Linked DNA regions of Mus musculus: regions 1, 3, 4, 5, 6 and 7 are each linked to region 2. The links are chromatin contacts, called in public HiCAR-type, HiChIP or PLAC-seq and promoter capture Hi-C maps. All regions are on one chromosome and are shown on one strand. The core of a region is the stretch at or near the end of the contact, and the rest is flanking DNA. Distances in the headings are between cores, read along the strand shown.

Evidence for each region. Promoter capture Hi-C pulls out the DNA fragments that hold promoters and counts their contacts. HiCAR-type assays count read pairs that join an accessible place to other places. HiChIP or PLAC-seq counts read pairs in DNA pulled down with a chosen protein or histone mark. Capture Hi-C pulls out chosen DNA fragments and counts their contacts.
Region 1: a promoter capture Hi-C map of pre-B cells shows a contact between it and region 2, with 3 times the contacts expected there. The contact joins the promoter of Rnf2 here to the promoter of Tsen15 in region 2. A contact is called at or near these places in 16 of 39 promoter capture datasets (the 3T3-L1 cell line, 3T3-L1-derived adipocytes, the C10 cell line and 9 more), 2 of 484 Hi-C or Micro-C datasets (the HPC-7 cell line and palatal mesenchyme), 3 of 115 datasets of contacts at active chromatin or transcription factors (bone marrow-derived macrophages, large pre-B cells and pro-B cells) and 1 of 9 other capture datasets (macrophages).
Region 3: a promoter capture Hi-C map of hippocampal neurons shows a contact between it and region 2, with 2.4 times the contacts expected there. The contact joins the promoter of Lamc2 here to the promoter of Tsen15 in region 2. A contact is called at or near these places in 3 of 39 promoter capture datasets (cranial neural crest, frontonasal cranial neural crest and hippocampal neurons) and 1 of 115 datasets of contacts at active chromatin or transcription factors (bone marrow-derived macrophages).
Region 4: a HiCAR-type map of astrocytes shows a contact between it and region 2, with 2.9 times the contacts expected there. The contact joins the promoter of Trmt1l here to the promoter of Tsen15 in region 2. A contact is called at or near these places in 4 of 39 promoter capture datasets (the C10 cell line, embryonic stem cells, hematopoietic stem and progenitor cells and 1 more), 1 of 484 Hi-C or Micro-C datasets (B cells), 7 of 115 datasets of contacts at active chromatin or transcription factors (acute myeloid leukemia, astrocytes, embryonic stem cells and 3 more) and 2 of 9 other capture datasets (adipose tissue and liver).
Region 5: an H3K4me3 HiChIP or PLAC-seq map of bone marrow-derived macrophages shows a contact between it and region 2, with 5 times the contacts expected there. The contact joins the promoter of Lamc1 here to the promoter of Tsen15 in region 2.
Region 6: a promoter capture Hi-C map of the 3T3-L1 cell line shows a contact between it and region 2, with 3 times the contacts expected there. The contact joins the enhancer-like site here to the promoter of Tsen15 in region 2. A contact is called at or near these places in 3 of 39 promoter capture datasets (the 3T3-L1 cell line, the C10 cell line and pre-B cells), 3 of 484 Hi-C or Micro-C datasets (B cells, cortical neurons and palatal mesenchyme), 3 of 115 datasets of contacts at active chromatin or transcription factors (bone marrow-derived macrophages, embryonic limb bud and large pre-B cells) and 2 of 9 other capture datasets (liver and macrophages).
Region 7: a promoter capture Hi-C map of adipose tissue shows a contact between it and region 2. The contact joins the promoter of Niban1 here to the promoter of Tsen15 in region 2. A contact is called at or near these places in 3 of 39 promoter capture datasets (the 3T3-L1 cell line, hippocampal neurons and pre-B cells), 1 of 484 Hi-C or Micro-C datasets (palatal mesenchyme), 1 of 115 datasets of contacts at active chromatin or transcription factors (memory CD8 T cells) and 2 of 9 other capture datasets (adipose tissue and liver).

Annotation. Positions count from the first base shown.
Region 1 is chr1:151,499,710-151,502,409 of GRCm38.p6, reverse strand. Rnf2 (ring finger protein 2) reads left to right here and starts at 1,419. Exons shown (of 7, transcript NM_011277.3): 1 at 1,419-1,691.
Region 2 is chr1:152,385,399-152,388,098 of GRCm38.p6, reverse strand. It overlaps Tsen15 (tRNA splicing endonuclease subunit 15), which reads left to right and starts at 1,417. Exons shown (of 5, transcript NM_025677.3): 1 at 1,417-1,640. The coding sequence starts at 1,515.
Region 3 is chr1:153,185,139-153,187,838 of GRCm38.p6, reverse strand. It overlaps Lamc2 (laminin, gamma 2), which reads left to right and starts at 1,392. Exons shown (of 24, transcript NM_008485.3): 1 at 1,392-1,585; 2 at 1,738-1,930. The coding sequence starts at 1,852.
Region 4 is chr1:151,427,150-151,429,849 of GRCm38.p6, reverse strand. Trmt1l (tRNA methyltransferase 1 like) reads right to left here and starts at 1,308. Exons shown (of 15, transcript NM_026876.4): 1 at 748-1,308. The coding sequence starts at 973. Swt1 (SWT1 RNA endoribonuclease homolog (S. cerevisiae)) reads left to right here and starts at 1,415. Exons shown (of 20, transcript NM_025819.4): 1 at 1,415-1,553.
Region 5 is chr1:153,331,531-153,334,230 of GRCm38.p6, reverse strand. Lamc1 (laminin, gamma 1) reads left to right here and starts at 1,445. Exons shown (of 28, transcript NM_010683.2): 1 at 1,445-2,103. The coding sequence starts at 1,692.
Region 6 is chr1:151,716,462-151,719,161 of GRCm38.p6, reverse strand. It overlaps Niban1 (niban apoptosis regulator 1), which reads right to left. Exons shown (of 14, transcript NM_022018.3): 14 at 1-1,933. The coding sequence ends at 816. Among named protein-coding and RNA genes, the nearest start is that of Gm41969, 19 kb to the left of the region's middle. Within about 2 kb of position 1,306, at least 46 of the 459 cell types and tissues checked have an H3K27ac peak or open chromatin away from gene starts, as enhancers often do. A contact at or near this core is called in B cells, where this site is marked.
Region 7 is chr1:151,569,994-151,572,693 of GRCm38.p6, reverse strand. Niban1 (niban apoptosis regulator 1) reads right to left here and starts at 1,321. Exons shown (of 14, transcript NM_022018.3): 1 at 1,110-1,321. The coding sequence starts at 1,164.

The DNA of each region.
Region 1 (2,700 bases), core at 170-2,669, 890 kb after region 2:
TCAATTATGAACATTCCGCTTTGATGGAAGGTCAGTGTTTCTGCTCCAGACTACCCGTCTCCAGAGGATGGAGGAACACAACACTCGGGGTTATTTTGGCTTTGATTCACATCCCGGGAAAAGTTTAACCTTGGGCTTTTTAAATTGCTAGAGTGGACAGTAAGTGTGAGCACCAATCCTGGTTGGTCACATCTGGGATTAACAAAACACCAAACAACTGAGCACACTCGTGAATGTTTTCTTGATTGGATCATTCAAGCCTTGAAGTCCCATCTGAACTCTTTGCCACACCTTCTGTGGTAGCATACAAAAAAGGAAGGGGTGAGTAGAAAGCTTTCGCCAGCAAGATCTGATGCTGAGACATTACTTTACTGATATTAAAAAACACTTCTTTGGATTCCAACATAGGCCAACGACCCGCTGACACAGCCAGCACCAAGGGCTTAAAACTACTAGGTTCTTCACCTTGTAGTTTGGAGACAGTACTGTTGGCTTAGACCACAGCCTGTAAGCCACTCTAATACCCACCCCACCTCTCTCTATATTGCATATACTTAATATCCCCCCTCTCTATATGCTGAATATATTTAATATATATGCATTCTATTAGTTGTTTCTATAGAAAACCCCGAATAATACAATAAGTAAGAAAATTTTAAGCCACAGAAAAGGAATTCCATAATAACGTTACTGGAAGCTATAAGCCACCTCGCCCAATTTCAGTGCAGTGCAAATTAAGTGCCTTCCCATTTATCATCTGCTATTCTTGATTATCCTTTCAAGAGACCATGACCAATGAAACATTTTGAAGTTAGGGAACTTTTTTTCCTACGTGTTACTTAAAAGTTAAATGCAGGAATTACCGAGTGACAACTTGCAGGCTATTTTTTTGGGTAGTGGTGGTGGTAATGACAACTATCTATGGCTACTTATATTTTCAAATTCAGAACACTGAAAGCGTCAAGGAGGTCGATATAAAGAGTAGCAAGGAGATCATTAGGGACGTACTAACAAGCGCCTATTTCCAGAGTTGAAGGTCACTTTCCTTAGATCTTGCTGGCTTTGTATGCCTTAGAGATCCAAAGTCCGGAAAGTTCTGCAGCAGAAACCCTGAGGATTTACTTGGGCTGGGATGACTACGAGGACGAGGACGAAGTCAGGGGCTGGAAGCCCAAATCGAAACCTCAGCAGCGGGAGGGAAGGCGCAACCTGTGGGCTCAGACAGGCCCAGAAAGGCTCCAGGACGGGGGAAACAGACAGAAAGAAGACGCCCAAGTCAGCAGGCGTTGGCTGGGGGCTGCGCCGGCGCTGGGGGCGTCTGGCGAGCTGTAGCCACGGGCGGGGGCGGAGCCAGGGCCAGGGTGTGGGCGTGGCCCGGCGGTCCGGGCCTGCACTAGGCACGCCCCTTCCCCTACGCCAGGGGCCTCCCCGCGCGGTGCGCGTCCGCGTCCCGCGCCTCCGCCTCCTCGCTCGCTCGCTCGCTCGCTCGCTCCTTCCCGCCCTCCCCGCAGCTCCGGCCGAGCCGGCTCCCCCCTCCCCAGTCTCTCATGAATATTGAGCGGCCCCTGTTGTATTTCCCGAGCTCCATTGCGGAAGCCGAGACTCGCCATATTGTGCGGCGGCGCCGGCGGTTGATTCTCGAGTCTCGCTCCGGCCACTGCCAGCGCACCCCCGGGCTGGGGCAGGAGCCGGTGAGCTAGGCAGGGAGGGGGATGGCGACGTCTGCGAGGGCGGCGGGCTGGGGCAGGGGCACCCGGAACGGGCCGCGGCCCGAGCGGCGGCGGGGCTGGGGGTGTGTGTGTGTGTGTGTGTCCGCGGCCGCGAGGGGCCGTGAGGCGATGGCGCCGCCGCCCCCGGCCGTTCGCTCCGCCGCTCGCGGCCCGCCCGGGAGGGCTCATTGTTCGCGGCCCGTGAGCACCGGGCTGGCGAAGCGTCCGGAGCCCTTCGGGGAAGCGCACCCGCGCGGCCCTGGGCTTACGGCGGCCGGGGCCTCGAGGGCGGCACCGGAGCGCTGGGAGAACTTAGCCCTGGGCTTGCTCGCGGGGCCCGGAGGTCGGCGCCGTGGGGGCGGGGAGGGGCGCTCCGGGCCGACAGCTCTCCTTTGGGACCTGGCACCGGGGTGGGCTCGGGATCCCCTCTCGGCCCCACATTCCTGGAGAGCCGCCGCCTGCCCCGGAGTATCTGTTGCCGCCTCCGCGAGCCACGGGCTCACCCTGGAGGCGGTGTTGGGGGAGGGGGCGACTCCGTGGGTTCGAGCTGCTTCGCGTTTTGACCCCGGGCTGTGTTTGCCGAAATCCTTGGTCCACTCCCTCTGCCTGTCGGCTCCCGAGTCCCGGCCCTTGTTAGAATCGTTTCCTCGCTTCAGAAGTCGCCTTCATACTCGCAGAGATATTGTTGTTGGTTTAAAAAAAAAAAAAAAAAAAAAGGTCGGTCTTGGAAACTTTGAGGTTCCTTTCTTTGCTTTTGCCCACCGGAACAGATTACCGATTCATGTCCCCGAAGCCCCGTTGGGTGTCTTTTTAAAGAAGCTGTCGGAAGTTTGTATGCCTTGTGACTTGTTGTGGAAATGTCAGACTTTCTACACGGTGTGTGAAAAAGCTTAGCTAGGCTTTTAAGTATTTGGTATGCGGTTATTTCTTTTGAAATAAAAAAAAAGGAAGGCATAGTGTCAAGTAATTTAAGCCATATTTTAATTAAAAG
Region 2 (2,700 bases), core at 168-2,667:
TTTTCTTTTCTTCAACAATGGGAACTCATGTCTCGTTTAATTGGTACTTTTTTTATCATTTTGTAATGGCAAATTTATTTCATTGAAATTGTGAAAAAAATTGGCCATCATTTCTTCAGTGTTTTCTACCTCCTTCTCCTATTAGTTCACTAACATGGGGCAACTCCTTAAGGCGTTGTTCATTCTCTGCGTGTTCGTTTACTGTGACAGGTTTTGATCTATAGTCCAGGCTGATCTAGAACTCACTCTGTAGACTCAGCTGGGCTCAACATCACAATCCTCCCATTTCAGCCTCCTGAATACTGAGATCATGATCATTCACCACTAAGCCTGGCACTTTGCCCCCTGCCACCCTCACACTTATGAAAATAACATCTCACTCTTTGTTCATCTGTAGTGATTTCTCTTGATCTATCTGCAACTTCACCTGCTCTTCCCCCCAAATTCCATTTTGGTTGTCAAAAATCACCCACTGGAAATCTTTATTTCCAAAACTGTAATCTTGAACTACAGAATACCTATTTGGATTTTAAAAAAAATTTTCATTTTTGAGATTTGACCCTTGAGATTTCCATCCATTAAAAATATGGTTTGTTGTATTTCATTGCTGATGGATGTAATGGTCTCATCAAAGTTTTGTTTCAACACAAGATTCTTTTTTTTTTTTTTTTTTTTTTTTTTTTGGTTTTTCGAGACAGGATTTCTCTGTGAAGCCCTGGCTGTTCTGGAACTCTCTCTGTAGACCAGGCTGGCCTCGAATTCAGAAATCCACCTGCCTCTGCCTCCCAAGTGCTGGGATTAAAGGCGTGGGCCACCACTGCCTGGTTCAACACAAGATTCTTAATCTACTGCGTTTTGAATCACAAGTTTTCTTTTGCCTGGTACTTTTTTAATTTTGGAAGCCTTTTTGGTCTTGGTTAATATAGTGGCTTTGTAACCACTCCTCTTAATACCAGGAACCTCCACTGGCTCCTTTCTTACTCAGGGTAAATCCAAACCCACTTGCCATGTCCTACCCATCAGTCTGAAGGGTCACATCTTTGGCTTTTTAAGTCATTTGTTTACGTTAGTTCTCAGTACCCGTTCAACACTTCATGTTTTTTTCTAATCTTGAAAGATGGACTTGCTTTACAACTGTGTTTTAATTTTAAACTTCGACAGCAGGGCATTGAATGGGGTCTTTTTCTGCTCCCAGGAATTGAAGGCAAAGACGGGTTAAGAATCCTTCATTTCTCAAGCTAGAGAGCACGGGTTTATGAAGGGCTGAAGAATTCTGAATTCAGGTTATTAGTTAACTTTCTCTACCCTACAACCTGCCCAGACTGGAGGTGGTGAAGAGGGAAGGTGGAGGGGGCGGAGCTCATCCGCGCTGGTGCCGGTCCCTAGTCAGAGGGCGTGGCCCGGCCAACTCTCCGCCCAGTGTGCGCGGCGGGAAGCGGAACTCCCGCGCGCTGGACCGTCTGCTTCTGGCCGAGCGGGGTTTGCGGTGCACCACGGCTTTCTGCGCGGGCGGCATGGAGGAGCGCAGCGATTCCAAACCTACCCCGGGATGTAGCGGGCCTGGCCCGGCTCCCGTTCGCGATGGCGGCGGCGCCCACACATGGGCTCCGGAGGACGCCTGGATGGGCACACACCCTAAGGTCAGGAGGCGCGAGGCCAGCAGGGCGCCGACCCGGCCCTCGGCACCGCGCTCCCTCTCCGGCCCGCGTCTCGGCGGAGGACGCACGCCAGCCTCGCGGCGTGGGGTAGGGGGGGACCCCCGAGTGCAAGGCCACTGGTCGCCCGCAGTGTCATTTTTGTTTGTTTATATGAGTTATATAGTATAGATTAACACCATTCCTGTCATGCTGCCAAGGCCACTCTTAACCCAGAGGCCGCTGATGAGCCCTCCATTAATACCTGTTTTCCTAACTATGTAGTCCTTTCTGAGATGGGCTGAGTCCACAGCTAACCGATCAGAAACAGTTTGTGGACTACGGCTGAGATCTAGGAGTCCGCAAATAATGTATTTAGGCACAGTCGTATTACACTTAGCCTTAGGCCCAAAGTGTGCATCTTGATTCTGTATGGGGACAGAATCCTAATTTTTCTTCTTTCTTGGAAAGCTTGAGTAAGTTCTTGTACAGGCCAGAGAACTATTGACATTGTATTTTCTGTGTTGGCCTCAAGGAAAATAAGGATAACCTTCTGCTTGCTTCTGCTTGGGAAATTGATAACTTTGTATCCGTTAAGCCACAAGCAGTCTGCTGATAATGAATGAAGGCTGTACAGAGACCTCCAGGACTGGTTCATTAATAAAATGGCAACTCCCCCCTTTGAGAGTTATTGAGTCGGATAAGTGTGTTAAAACAATCAAGGAAAGCGAATATTTGTAAATACAAATCTTAAAAAAGGAACCTTTCAGCACTTCATGAAGCTTGGTGGGTTTTTTTATTTTTTGTTTTTGTTTGTTTGTTTTGGTTTTGGTTTTTCGAGACAGGGTTTCTCTGTATAGCCCTGGCTGTCCTGGAACTCACCTTGTAGACCAGGGTGGTCTAGAACTCAGAAATCCGCCTGCCTCTGCCTCCCGAGTGCTGGGATTAAAGGTGTGAGCCATCACGCCCATCTATGCTTGGTGTTTTCTTTGATTTCCCATCATCGACTCCATAAACAATAGCGTGGGAATGTCACTAGTTACCATAACGACAGGGGAGGATGTAG
Region 3 (2,700 bases), core at 143-2,642, 800 kb before region 2:
CCAACACTGTGTACCTGGACTTTTCTAAAACAAGAAGTATCAATATTTTCAGTTAGTGGATGGTAGATATGCAAGGATCATAGCACTCAGAAACAAGTGTGCTCCCTCTCTCTCTCTCTCTCCCTCTCCCTCTCCCTCTCCCTCTCCCTCTCCCTCTCCCTCTCCCTCTCCCTCTCCCTCTCCCTCTCCCTCTCCCTCTCCCTCTCCCTCTCCCTCTCCCCCTCTCTCTCTGTCCACCGCATAGCTGCTACTGGAAGAAAAAAATTATAGATGCCTGCTCTCAAGGAACTGAAGTGTTAGCAGTAGCTGGGCACTGATTCTGAGTGAGAAGAATCTCCACATTATTTGGACAGAGCAGAAGAGAGTTGAGTCTAGGTTAAGAAAATTAGAATATCCATTCTGTTGCTCATTTTGCGCTAGATTTTAGAGATGTCGGCTTGTCTGCAGTACCCTATCTTGCCTCTGTTGCTCTTCAATGCTTTGTCTACTTCCTGGTTAGAACTAGGTATCTAGTTCAGACTCCATGTTCTGTACAAAGCCAGCCACATCTCTCCTGGTCAGCCTACACTGGTCACTATCACACTTAGAAATGGGAGTTCTCACACCCTTTGACAATATGTATGGATTACGTTGTTAGTTATCTTAGAGTGTTAAGCTACGGAACTATCTATGGTACAGTCATTCATTTAGTCAGTGACTAGGTATTTATTTAGGGCCTCTGCTGTCCTTACCATGAGGAAAAGAAGTGGTTATTGGTTGTAATGGATACGTTGTGTCTACATAAATACTAGTAAATCCTAAGTCTATAGCAGGATTTAAGAGCCTTCTCTGACAGTCACTTCTGCATTATTCACTGTAGGAGAAGTTCCCAGGACAGTGTGGGATAAGCCAAGATTTGCATCCCCTCCCCCACTTGGTGTTACTCACTTCAGCTAACACCGGGCTTGGCTGGCACTATCCCTCTTAACGTTATTTTCTAGCGGGGCCAGAGAGAATGTCGTGAAAAATATGCTCTGAGATGTTAAAAGACTAAGAAACCTTTTCTCTTATGAGCAGAAGGCTTGTTGAATATCAACTGTGAACTAGTTCGTAACAGTTTAATGAGTTTGCTTAATGAGTTTGCTAGTTCAAGGTTAAGGGGGTAGATAGACCCAGGAGAGCAACCTTTGGGTCACCCTGGTGTGTGTGTGTGTGTGTGTGTGTGTGTGTGTGTGTGTGTGTGTGCTTAGAAGTGAGTAAAATCAGAGGTATGTATACGTGCTGTATCTCAGAATAAAAGTTACCCTGAGAGTGAAGAGGATCGATCCTGTTGGGCCCCTCAGCCTGGTTAATTTGCCTGTGTTTTAGACTAGAGTGGAAGGGGCGTCCAACTGTGACTGGAATGGATGTCTGTGCCCTTGAGACTCCCTCGCCCCCTCCGGTTTTGAGGAAGGGGTGGCTGATATCTACAACCTGAGTTCTGCCCAGGACCACCCCGGGAGAGAACGGCTGTGTGTAGCGGGGTGCGGGTGGAGGGAGGGGATATGGCACATTCCAGAAGGATCTCTGGACCGCAGCCTCAGTACCACGCCCTCGGCGGGGCCAGGTGTGCTCCCCGGTTGCGGAGGGGGGAGCCCGGGGCCGCAGCGAGCGGGTTTACTGCTCGGCATGCGCTGAGTGTTTGTCTGCCTCGGAGGGTTGGGTCCTCCTTGTTCACAGGTGAGTCACGCCCCGAAACACCGGCTCTCTTCCTGTCAGGACTGAGTCAGGGAGAAGAGTCGATAAAACACCTGATCGAGGGAAAAGGAAGGCACAGCAGAGCGAAGACTCGGCGCCCGGCAGGCACCCGCAGCGGCGGAGCGCGGCCCGGCCATGCCTGCGCTCTGGCTCAGCTGCTGCCTTGGTGTCGCGCTCCTGCTGCCCGCAGCCCAGGCCACCTCCAGGAGGGAAGGTGAGTGCTCCCACCGCGCCTCCAACTTGCCCTTCCCTGCACACGGTGTTGGTGGCTGAATTCACCTCGAGGATCCACACTCGGTCAGGTCAAGGATCTGCAAAGAGCCTATCTCCTCCCTACCTGGGGCTCCTGTACAGTCGCGCTCTAAAGTGACAGTTTTCCCATAAAGCCAAGGGAGTTAAAAACACGAAGCTAATGGGTTGTGCCAGCTGAAGGTTTCCTTGCCCTAAAGCCATTCCTCTTTCAATTCCCTCCCTTTCTTTTCTTTGGCAACAGGGGACCCCTCCACACCCGTTCAATCAGTAACATGCTAGTCTTTAAACTGTCCGGTCCCTGTAATTTACCAGTGGGAGTTAGGTGGGACTTTTTCCATGCCCGGCAGCACCACACAGACTAAAAACAGAACTTCCATAATCCCCTTGTTATCCATGTTGTATTTTTGAGATAGAGCGTGAACTTTAAGCGTTTTAGTAATACCCGAAACTGCAAGTGTTACTTCTAAGAACAGTTTCGCCTCCCAGGTATTTATTGGACTCAAACTTCAAGTAACATTTACTCCTACCGAGAGCACCCGGTGGCTGTCATGTCCTGAGGAGTTAAGGTCATATAAACAAAATCTGCGAGAACTTAGCGACTGTTTTTCGTGTGTATGTGTCCTGTCAACTATGATGACACCTAGTGCGGGGGTTTCTCTGTCTCTTAGCTGAAGCGCTTTCCTCTGATCACCCAACTTTTCACATTCATAGTTACTGTTGCTTCCTGCTCTC
Region 4 (2,700 bases), core at 59-2,558, 960 kb after region 2:
ATCCATTTATGGACCACAGATTTGTTGAAAAAAAAAACAAAACTCGTTGAATTTTTTTTTTTTAGGCCCGCTGTGCAAAATGTTAAGAAGATCCTTAAAATGCTAATAATTATCAGTCTTATGTTTCTTATATGAACCGAAAAACCACCACTCGGAACATGTATAAACACATTCAGAAAATAAAAATATGGGCTATACGTTTTCACGATCGTTGTCCTTTGGAATGAAGTACAAAGCTCAATTAGTATTTGGCAGATACAAGAGACGGAGTTTCTATTCTCGGGAGCAAAGTATACTCCAGCAATGAGACAAATCCATCAGTGTGTATAAGTCCTGACTGAAAAATGCTTTCAGTTTCTCAATCTTGATCTACTACTACCTTAGTACCTCCATTACTGTAACACAGTGGAAAGTTTTAAAACTATTGTAGACTGGGTTGAGATGGAAACTACTAAAGACACTAACGGACACAGCCACTAATTTCATTGTTTATTTTTCTCTGCCTCACGCCTGGCCTTCATATATCCTTCAGGATGATATCCTCGAGGTTTATGGAAGAAGTATCCCTTTCCATGCTGTATTCCTTTTACTCTTACCTGCCGCTCTGGTTCCTCCTCCTCCTCCCATTTTTCTAAATTTGCCTTTCCACATTAAAAAAAACACCCTGGAGAAGGGCCTCCCCTATTCCCCAGCGAGGCATGGTTTCTCGCTTCTCTGCGGCAGAGAGATCAGGCCGTCTGCACTTACTGCTTTCAGCCTCCTCGGGGACAGAGGCTAGGGACGGGGACAGGGCCGGAGCCGGGGCCGGGGCAAGGGCTGGGGCTGGATCCGAGTCCGGCGTCGGAGCCGAGTCCAGAGCCGTATCTGCGGCCGGAGCTGGGACCGGAGCCGAATCCGGGGCCCGGGTCGGGACCCTGACCTGGGCCTCCTCCTTCTCCTGGGGTAGCAGCTCCTCCTCCGCCATATTCTCCATAGTTACGGCCTCCGAGCCAGGGGACGCGGAGGGGACTCGCGGCGGAGTGGGTTAATAGACGTTAATGCACACAGGGCTGGATCCAAGGGCGGGGAAGCAATTGGGAAGGCTGTACGCGTGCCACAGACAAACGGCGGAGCTCCAGTGACCCAACCCTGTCAGCAGAAAAACTGAAAGCCAGAGGCAGCGGTTCGACCCTTCGCCGGCTTCCCCTTCCCCGAGGCGTTACGACGCCACCACAGACTGCGCAGAAGCGTGTGGCGGACAGTGTCCAATGAGGAAAAAGAGTTCCGTTTCCTCGGTACGTCCTCTGCATCACTGGCCGCCACCGAACCGAAATAAGACTACAACACCCAGGAGGCATCGCGCCTCATGGGCGGTGCTCAGTTCCGGTCCTTGGAGGAAACACACACAGAGCGCCGAGAACTCTAGAATTGCCTGGAGCGTTCGGCTCCTGGCGGGGGTCCGAGTACAGAACTACATTTCCCAGTGTGCAGCGGGCTCTGGGAAGGCGCTTTGGGTGTCCGACTGGTCCGGGGAATCGCCACTGTCGCTGTGGCTGCTGCTGCCGCGGACTCAGGTAAGTTAGGGTATTCCGGGCGCGTGGACATCTCTCTGGGCGACAGCTTTTCACTGCTGGCCTCCTGTACCCGGACGTCGGTCGGGCTCGGGACCCGCGAGCTGAGGTCTGGGCCGGGCGACTGCGGGGGCTGGTCGGAGGTCGGCCGGCTCGTGGAGTGTGTGGCCGGGTTGCTCCAGCTGGACCTGAGGCGGTGGGGGGACCGATGGCGGCTTGTGTGGGGGTGGGCCGAGGCAGTTTATGAATCCCAGAAGCACTTTTCTGTCAGCCCCCTGAGGTAGAGTCCTGACTCCGCTCTCCACAACTTTCCCCCCCACAACTTGCGACCCGGACGCTCTTCACTTTTTCAATTTTGCCTCTAGGTTAAGGATAGCAGAATAGGCGCGGTGTGGTTGTAGGAGATTGTTTTGCAGTTTTGACCTGTTTTGTTTTGTTTTTTTTTAGGCTTTTACTAACAAATGTATCACTTTGATGCATTTCAGATTCTCTAAGGAATATGGCCAGGGAATCCTCTGCGCCTCAAGTTTTATAAATATATATATCCTGGACTTGTTTATCACCGAAGTCTTATTTGTTCTCTTCACTTTATTTCTAATAAGCACACTGGAGCAGACTGGAAAAACAAAACAAAAACAACCCAAATTGATCTTTCTTTCAGGTTGCCTGCTTCGGACTGTCTTGAGCGTTTAAGGCAAGAGGGGAGGTTCTCAGGTTTTTTTCCTCTGTTGGGAAACCATAGGAGACGGTGTGTGATTGTTTGTTACTTTGAAATGCTGTCTGGAAGTTTTGCTCTCTCATTGTCCTTCCTAGTTGGAGTGTTTGAAGGTGTTTTTCCTTCCCCAGTTTAACGTAAACTTTGTCCCCACCAGTCTTTTGCAAGTTCTAAAGCCCTTAAGGGCTACGAATGTACTTATCTCAGTGGTAAAGTATTTGCTTAGCTCCTTAGCTTAAAGGTCAGAAGCCTGGCCCCACAAGACGACTGAAGGCCTTTTAACCGCTTTTGGACTAGGATTCCTATGTGGGGAGTTAACTATTTAACGATTAAAAGTGAGACAATAGCACCTATTACAACCTGTAGAAATGGTAACTAGGACCAGAGAGATTGTTCAGTGGTTTAGGTCACCTGCTTTTCTTGCGGAAGACTCTT
Region 5 (2,700 bases), core at 196-2,695, 950 kb before region 2:
ACGCGCGCGCGCCCACAAGTCTCATGGTGCAGGTGTGGAAATCAGAATGTGGTTCCTGGAGATTGAACTCAGGTCACCAAGCTTGGTGGCAGGTGCTTTTACCCACTGGGCCATCTTGTAGCTATCAGTATCATTATCTTAAAAAGACTACTGATCCGGAGCTTACACTTTGCTGGTCTGCTTTGCATCTTGGGTTGGGATTAGCACAGTGTGCTGCCAAGCCCGGCTCTCAGCTGGTTCATTTTTACAGCACCCTCCCTTCCCCTGTCTGCTGGTCCTATCAGCACTGCAGGTAGTTCTGATCTGAGACTAAAACGCATGATCTTTTGGCTCGGGCTCTGGGAACTGAGTCATTCTGGCACTGACAATATTCTGTGACTCAGCAGGTCCGAAGAGGAGGATGTCAGAATCCAGATAATTTCGAGTCTTTTAAAGGCAAGCTAGGACACACAAACAACAGAGTGGAAGAATTTCAAAGCAGGTCTGCGTATCCAGGGGAAAATGTCATTCCATTCCCAGCCTTCTCACTTCCTTCCTTGCCCGGTTAAATGACAGTCACATTTTAATTTAGAGCAAGGAAATCACAAAATTGACTCTGAAGCTGAGATCGAGCCCTGTGTTCCACAGGGATCCAGTCCCTTGGACACCTCGGGATCTCTCCCCTCAGCGTGGGCAGGGCTTGCCCCGGGATACAGGAGGCAATGCCCGGGACGGCTGGGGAGGGCGAGGTCACGCAGGCCACCGCACCGTTGCGCTGTGTTCAGGCTCCAGAGTCAGGTAGTGGCTGAGCTATACCGTAAGGACTGACATCTGGTTGGGCCAGGGTCCAAGTCCTCATGAAGTCAAAAACACAGATTCCGGGCCACCTCACCCACCTGCGTCTCCCTTTAAGAACCTCCTCTTAGCCTCATACCCTCCAGGGCAAGATCCTCTAAGGTACAAGACCTGGATGAGGGTTCCCAACCCACCGAAGCCCCTACCCTCCCAGCATGCACTGCCCAGCACCCCACACCCCACGCCCCGCCCTCCTTCCCTCACTCACGCTCCCTCTCCGCCCACCTTGGGCCCCTCCCTCTTACCCCCTCGCCCAGCCCACCTCTAGTCACGCCCATCCAGAAGTCCTCCCACTTGACCCCTTGCCTCTTCCATCTCGCGCCCCCCTCCCTTTTGCTGCCGGTCCCGCCCTCCTCGCACCCCACCCTCCTACTCCACCGCCCCGCCCACCTCGCGCCCGGTCCTCTGGCTCCCGCCCCTCCCATCTCGCTTCTCTGGCCCACCGCCCTCCAGGCCGCCCCCGCCGCCGCCGGGAGTCGCTGGGGAGGACGCGTAGGGCGGGGAGCAGCTCCTGGCCCGCGTGAGCTGCCGAGGAGGCCGGCCTTGGGTTTTCTCCACCGCCAGATCCCACCCCGCCGGGCAGACCCCACCCCCTTCTCCTTCCTCCTGGGGCGCGCTCTCGAGTGCGCGCTCGGAAGTCGGGGGTCGGCGCACAGTGCAGGCTGCGCACCGGGAGGTAGCGGAGGCAGCGCGATCTTGGCTCGGACGCCCACCCATCGGCTCTGCGTCCGGCTCTCGGCCTCCAGCCCGGTCCACAGCCCGGCCTCGGCCCGCAGCGGAGGATCGGCCTCGGGATACGCCGCTAGGCGAGTGCAGCGCGGCACCCCAGCCTTTGCCGAGGGCCCGCGCGCAGCGGGATGACGGGCGGCGGGCGGGCCGCGCTGGCCCTGCAGCCCCGGGGGCGGCTGTGGCCGCTGTTGGCTGTGCTGGCGGCTGTGGCGGGCTGTGTCCGGGCGGCCATGGACGAGTGCGCGGATGAGGGCGGGCGGCCGCAGCGCTGCATGCCGGAGTTTGTTAATGCCGCCTTCAATGTGACCGTGGTGGCTACCAACACGTGTGGGACTCCGCCCGAGGAGTACTGCGTGCAGACTGGGGTGACCGGAGTCACTAAGTCCTGTCACCTGTGCGACGCCGGCCAGCAGCACCTGCAACACGGGGCAGCCTTCCTGACCGACTACAACAACCAGGCCGACACCACCTGGTGGCAAAGCCAGACTATGCTGGCCGGGGTGCAGTACCCCAACTCCATCAACCTCACGCTGCACCTGGGTAAGCGATGACAGCCCCGTCCCCACTACTCGCTCACGGTCCAGCTCCGGGGCCGCATCCATGGAGCCGCTGGTCCGGCCTGAGGGGCCTGTCCAGCCGCGTGCTGACGGTCTGTTCTCCAGCGTGGGCCACACACAGAAATTCCTTTCTCCAACTTCTAAAATTCATCTCGCTTTGAACATCCGGTGAGGGCCACCATGTCCCACGCTAGCATCTCTCTCTTTTTTTCTTACTCTTTCTAGTCCAACCGGATTCTCGTTCCGTTGATTCTTTTCTATTTCAGCAGTTAGGATTTTGGACCAACACCCCCCCACCCCCTTTTGCACCCTGAGGCGCTAATGAAACACTCATCCTGGCAGGACAGGACTATCACATAGCATGCTTACATTAGAGTCTTGAAGGTCCACTTTCAAACACTTGTCTTTAAAATGTTTGTCTGTCTCCAGGGTTGAGAATGATTGCTCTTAGTTTTGATAGGGGAATTTGAGGGGAGCAAATGCCTTTGCCGCCGGTATTTCTATGTGTAATTAAAGTGGAAGTTCACTTTTAAAGTTACTGTTCTTCAGAGCTGTTCAGCCTTAATTAGGAGCTGTTTCA
Region 6 (2,700 bases), core at 57-2,556, 670 kb after region 2:
AAGCAAAGCACCTGATCTCTTATTTATTACTGTGACGAACAGAGCATACGGTAGCTGTTCAAATAATGTCTGTGTAATTGGCAGGTTTTGAGCTAGAACATTTAGCCAAGCACTTTGTACAGCCCAAGGCTAATTTGTGCCAATGAAATCTCTTGCCCCATCTGAGTTTCCTTAAAAGGTGATTAATTAATATAAACCAACAAAATTAACCAACAAGGAATTGATAGCAGGATTAGGAACAGGTCTAGATAGATGCTGCACAGACCTTTCACCTTGGATTTCTGCTCTGCATCACCTGAGATCTACGAGCCGTGAGTGGCTCTGGGTACTTTACAGGACAGGGACGCCTGGTTCCCAACTTCCTCTTTCGTGTGGCCTGATTGTGGACAAGAGACAGTGAAGCCGACTGAGTGGGTGGTGTGGCTGGAGTCCTTCACGTGCTTGATTAGAATGCCTTCAAGTGCAGTTCGAAATGTGTACCATGTTTCGGTGAAGAGAATATTGAGGTGTCATTTGCTGCTCCTACACTGGCCCCTCTCTGGAGCCCCTTGAACTGCCTTTCACCCCCAAGGCTCCAGTTCTCCTACCCCATTTCTACTAAAATGCTAAAGCGATCATTCATAGGGAGCACTTCAGCTCCTCAAAGACAGCTCAGCGCTCACACCCGCTAGACATTTCCTCTGGCTTCACCATTCAAATCAAAGAAATATTTCATAACTTTTATAGCAAGTCACATGCAACCCCCCTAAGGATACCCCATAACTAAGACCCCCCTTGCTGACAGTTTTAAAAGAAAAACGGCTAGCAAACTGTTCCTACCACTCCTCTGAGGGCTGCTCTGGGGAGCTCACATCAAAATCATGTACGGCTAGGATGTCAGTGCTCAGGGTATCCTCCACCAGCCACTGACAAGCATGCTCATGAGTATCATTGACTTGCTCTGTATCCATACCAAGGGCTGAGCTATCCTCCCCTCCCAGCACTTCTTGATCCCCAGAAGCCTGGGCCACCTCATTGCTCTCCATGGGACAGATGGGGTTAGAGCTTAACGTGGCATCTTCTTGAGGTGTGACTGTCACCGAATGCTCAGCCTCACCTCCTGCCTGGGGGCTGTCCTCTGTAGAAACTATGGCTGGGAGCACCTTCTCTGCTGGCTCTTGAGCCTCAAATGGCTCCTCTATGGGGCCTGGACAGCTGGTGTTCTCAGTGAGCCCCCCACTGGTGGACTGAGAGGTAGAGCCTCTACCCTCTGGCAGTATCCCCAAGTCCACCCCAGGAGCCTCAGCTTCCAAAGGCTGGGCCTCCTTCTCTCTGACTTCCCTTTCTTCACAGCTGTCCTGCTGGATGGCAGCTGGGTGGCTGGCTTCTGGGTGGATCTTGCTTTCTTCTTCTTTTATATTCTCTTGGGGAACAGGTGTCCCGTTGTGGATATCATTTTCAACCACCGGGGCAGACTCTACGGACACCGTCACAGTCAACAACTTTTTCAGTTCCTTCAGGGACCCTGGCACAGCGCTAGGCTCTGGACTTTGGCAGGTTGGTTCCTCATCTTTAAGGGTCCCCCCAGCTTCCACCTCTGACAAGTGTGAGCTGAGGGGTCCTGCTGTATTCTCTACAGTGAGAGGGCCCCCAGCAGAGTGATCCACAGACACCTGCCCATCCCCACCTGAAGGACAGCTGGACGCAGAGATGGCCAGTGAGCCAGGCACCCCAGGCTGCTCCTTCTTTTCCTCTGGCTCCTGGAACACTTCATTACTTGGGAGCTCATTATCTGGAGCTCCTGGGAGAATGGCAGATACTCTTCTGGCTGGGCTGGCCTGGTTTGACCCCATGGCGGTTTTGAGGTCTGTCAGGCTGGACACACTTTCACTGGGCAAGGCCATGTTGTCTTCAAATAAGTTGTGTTTCTTCAAGATGGCTGCCTCCGTTATCACTGAGAGAGACCAGAAAACAAAACACCATATTAGCACTCTGCCCAGTAAGCCTGGATTTTCCTATGGTACCCAGAAGCCAGACATCCCCATCGGCTCCTCTGGCTCCCCAAATTCCCAGTTTCAAGAACCAACTTATGTCCACCCTCTTGCAGGTAGCCTTTCCTGATGATCAAAACCTGCAAACTTTCCAGACTCCGAATCTTGGTAGCGTTCATTTGAAAATTTCTTCAATCAAGAAACACTTGCTAGGCATCTAATCTGAGACCAGCCCTGATGCAGAGAATAAAATAAAGCCTCTGCTTTTAAAGAGCTCAAAATCTCCAAGGGTATCATATACATGAGTGTCACCAGCCACTAAGACAAGTGGCTAGTCTGAAACTCCAATAGGACAGGTGCAGGCCTTCCTTGCTCTGCCTGGCAGTGTGGTCCCGATGGGGTAGTGGGTATTCAGGGCTAGGCATCCAGCTGAGAGAGCTTGTTTGGCCTGGAATGTTCGAGGTGAGCATTTATATGCGCCTACCTCAGTCTCAAAGGCATGGGGAAGAACAAAGACAGTCACAGCACAGACAACAGGGCCTGACAATTCAGCCACAGACCTCTGTGCAGGGCTGTAGTAACCAGCAATGCCAACTAGAAGCGGGTGTTACAGCAGAGGCAGAACCACTAGGGGCAGTCAGCACTAGTATCCTGCTCTAACAGAGCAAGTTTCAGGCAGAGGGGAAGATATGCAGAAGGACCTTCTTCCAGCTTGACTTAGACATGTCCT
Region 7 (2,700 bases), core at 72-2,571, 820 kb after region 2:
AGCAATAAGACAGCTAAAAATTATCAAGCGGATACAAATCGGAAAGGAAGAAGTCAAAGTATCGCTATTTTTGGATGATATCATAATATACATAAATGACCCCAAAATCTACCAGAGAACTCCTACAGCTGATAAATTCTGCAAAGTGGCTGCATATAAAATTAACTCAAAGAAATCAGTAGCCCTCCTTTAATACATACTTTTCAAAGTACTTGGGAAGCCAGGAGTGGGGCACTAAATTCATAGCTAGCTGAATGTCTGTGGCTGAGGGCAAGATTAGGGTGGGTGGGGTAAGAACCAAACACAACGAAAGATAAGAACTCTGGATTTCCTGCAGTTTCTGTGCCACCGAGTTTTGGTTTCTTCTGCCTGTCTCTCTCTTACTGAATCACTCCGTAGGTCAAGATCTCCTAAAAAGATGTTTCTCCCCATCTATAGCTTTAACAACTGTTGCAAAAACACTCCGAGCTTCCCCTTTTGTTTTCCTCCCTCTCAGGGGAAGGAAGGGAACCATCCAACCTGAAAAGGTAAAGATTTCATCCTTTCTGCTTCTGATGAAATCGCCCTGCAATTGGTGTGAAGTTCAGGAGAAGGTGTGGCCTGCGCTGCACTTTACAAAACCAGGCCAATATGACCCGGAGGGAAATTCTGATAGCCCAGGAACTCCCCACCACTACCACTAAGGAAATCTCAAAACTCGAGGGGATAACCCCAGTAAACCTCTAACCTTTGGAAATTACTCAGAGCCAAGTACAAACAAGAAAGATGTCTCCCCAGCAGGGAAGGAACAGATTCTGAGGCTGGAGGGGCACAGGGCGGGGGCAGGAGGGGTGGAGTGCGAGGGGGCACCAACAAAGTTCTCTCCAGCCACCCTGGGAGTACCTGCCTCTCACGTGTGTCCTGCATCATCCCGTCCCTACTCTCTACCCCACCTGAGTCGCGGGTGCTTGAAACAGGACACCGGGGCTCCGCTCCCGGAGGCGAGCGCAAGTCTAGGAGCCCAACGCCCGCCGGTAGCACCAGCTAGCCAGTGCTCCCTCGGAAGATCAGCGTGCAGGTGACCAGGCTAGCCCTGGCTCTGCGCCACCCTGCCGCCCTGGCCGCCGTACCTCGGATGTAGGCGCACTTGCCCTCGTCCAGCTGGCTGGAAGCTGAGCCGCCCATGGCCGCGGTGCTGCACGGGAGGCAGAGGACTGACACCAACTGCGCCTGCTGCTTGCCGCTGAAGGTGGATGTGTCAGGGAACTGGCTCTGTAATTAAAGGGCCAACTTCCTTGAGAGGCGTCGCCGGCCCGGGCGCCTCCTCCAGGCCCGCGCCCTCGGAAGATGTGTGGGCTGGCCCGGGGGCTGTCTTCCCGCCCTCGCTGCGCTGGAACCCCGGGGGCTGTCCTAGGAACTCCAGGGAGTAACCATAGTAAAAATACTTTCCTCCTTCTCGAGACTGACTTTTCACCAGTTTGGGGACAGCCCAGACCCATCGTGGAGGGAGTGGAGAGAGCGGACTTCTTCCATGTGACTGTAACTTCTCCCAGATGGAGATTTACAGTCCCACCAGGTGGAGGTCAGGAGCCCTTCCCCTTCCTGTTCTCCAGCCACCTGTCCACAGATCCCCCACTCCCATCCGCATCCCCACCTCCGGAATTCCCTTGCACGGAAGTATGGGAACCTTGGAGAGTCAAAGCTTCTTGTAACCAAGCACTTGGATTTGAGAGATGGGAACTGAAGGGGAAGCAGGGGAGAGAAATGGGAGAAGCCAAGGCCGGTTCCACACACTAAGTAAGCCCTGAACCTGCCTACGACTCCAGGGAGTCTGTCCTGACACCTTAACCTTCAAGTCTTCTTACCACGTGGTTTCTCGTATGCAAGGCCACTATCTCTTCAGCTTGGCCGCCTCAGGCAAGAACACCCTGGGCAGAGGGGTCATCCTGATTTCTTTCTGTTCTTAGTGGCCAGGAGTTTTACAATTCCTATCAACTTAACCAGGCCTAAAGAGGACTTTAAGGCTTCTCCACAGCTGCCTCTAAAGTTAATTCACCAGAACTTTAACACATATTTCTCACAGCTCACACACCGAGTCTCTCGCACCCTGTACACTAGATCATCAGTAAAATCCTGTCGAGTCTAATTTCAAAATATGTCCAACGTCCAGGGAATTCTTACCATCTCCACTGCCCTCGTTTCTCACATTAAGCCTCACAACAGTCTAACCCGGCTCCGGGCTTCAAAGGAAAAGCCAAGGGTCTATTATAGCCTGAGGGGTGGGGGGCTTCCCCTCTCATTTACCAGCGTTTCTGTCTCTGCTCTCTAGGTTCCAGCCCCTGCCCTGCTCGCTCCCCTATGCCAAGGTGAACCACTTGCTCAGTTTTCCTCTCTGGGTGCCTCATTCATTCAACTCTCACAGGCTAACATCTTCAGGCTCATGAACAGAGTGCTGCTAGTAGCATTCCTGGAGCTCTGGGTTTGCACCTCAGCATCTCACAAACAAGGTGTGCCAGTGCGTATCTGCAATTCCTGCACTCTGGGAGGCGAACGAACGCTGGAGGAGTGGGCTACATGGAGAGTCGGAGGCCAGCTTGAGCTACATGAAAAGCAGTATCAAAAAGAGAGAGAGAGAAAAAAAGAAAAAGAAAGGAGGAAGGAAATAAGGAGAATAAAAGGAAAGAAAAAAGAAAAGAGAAGAAAAGCTAACAACACCGAGAG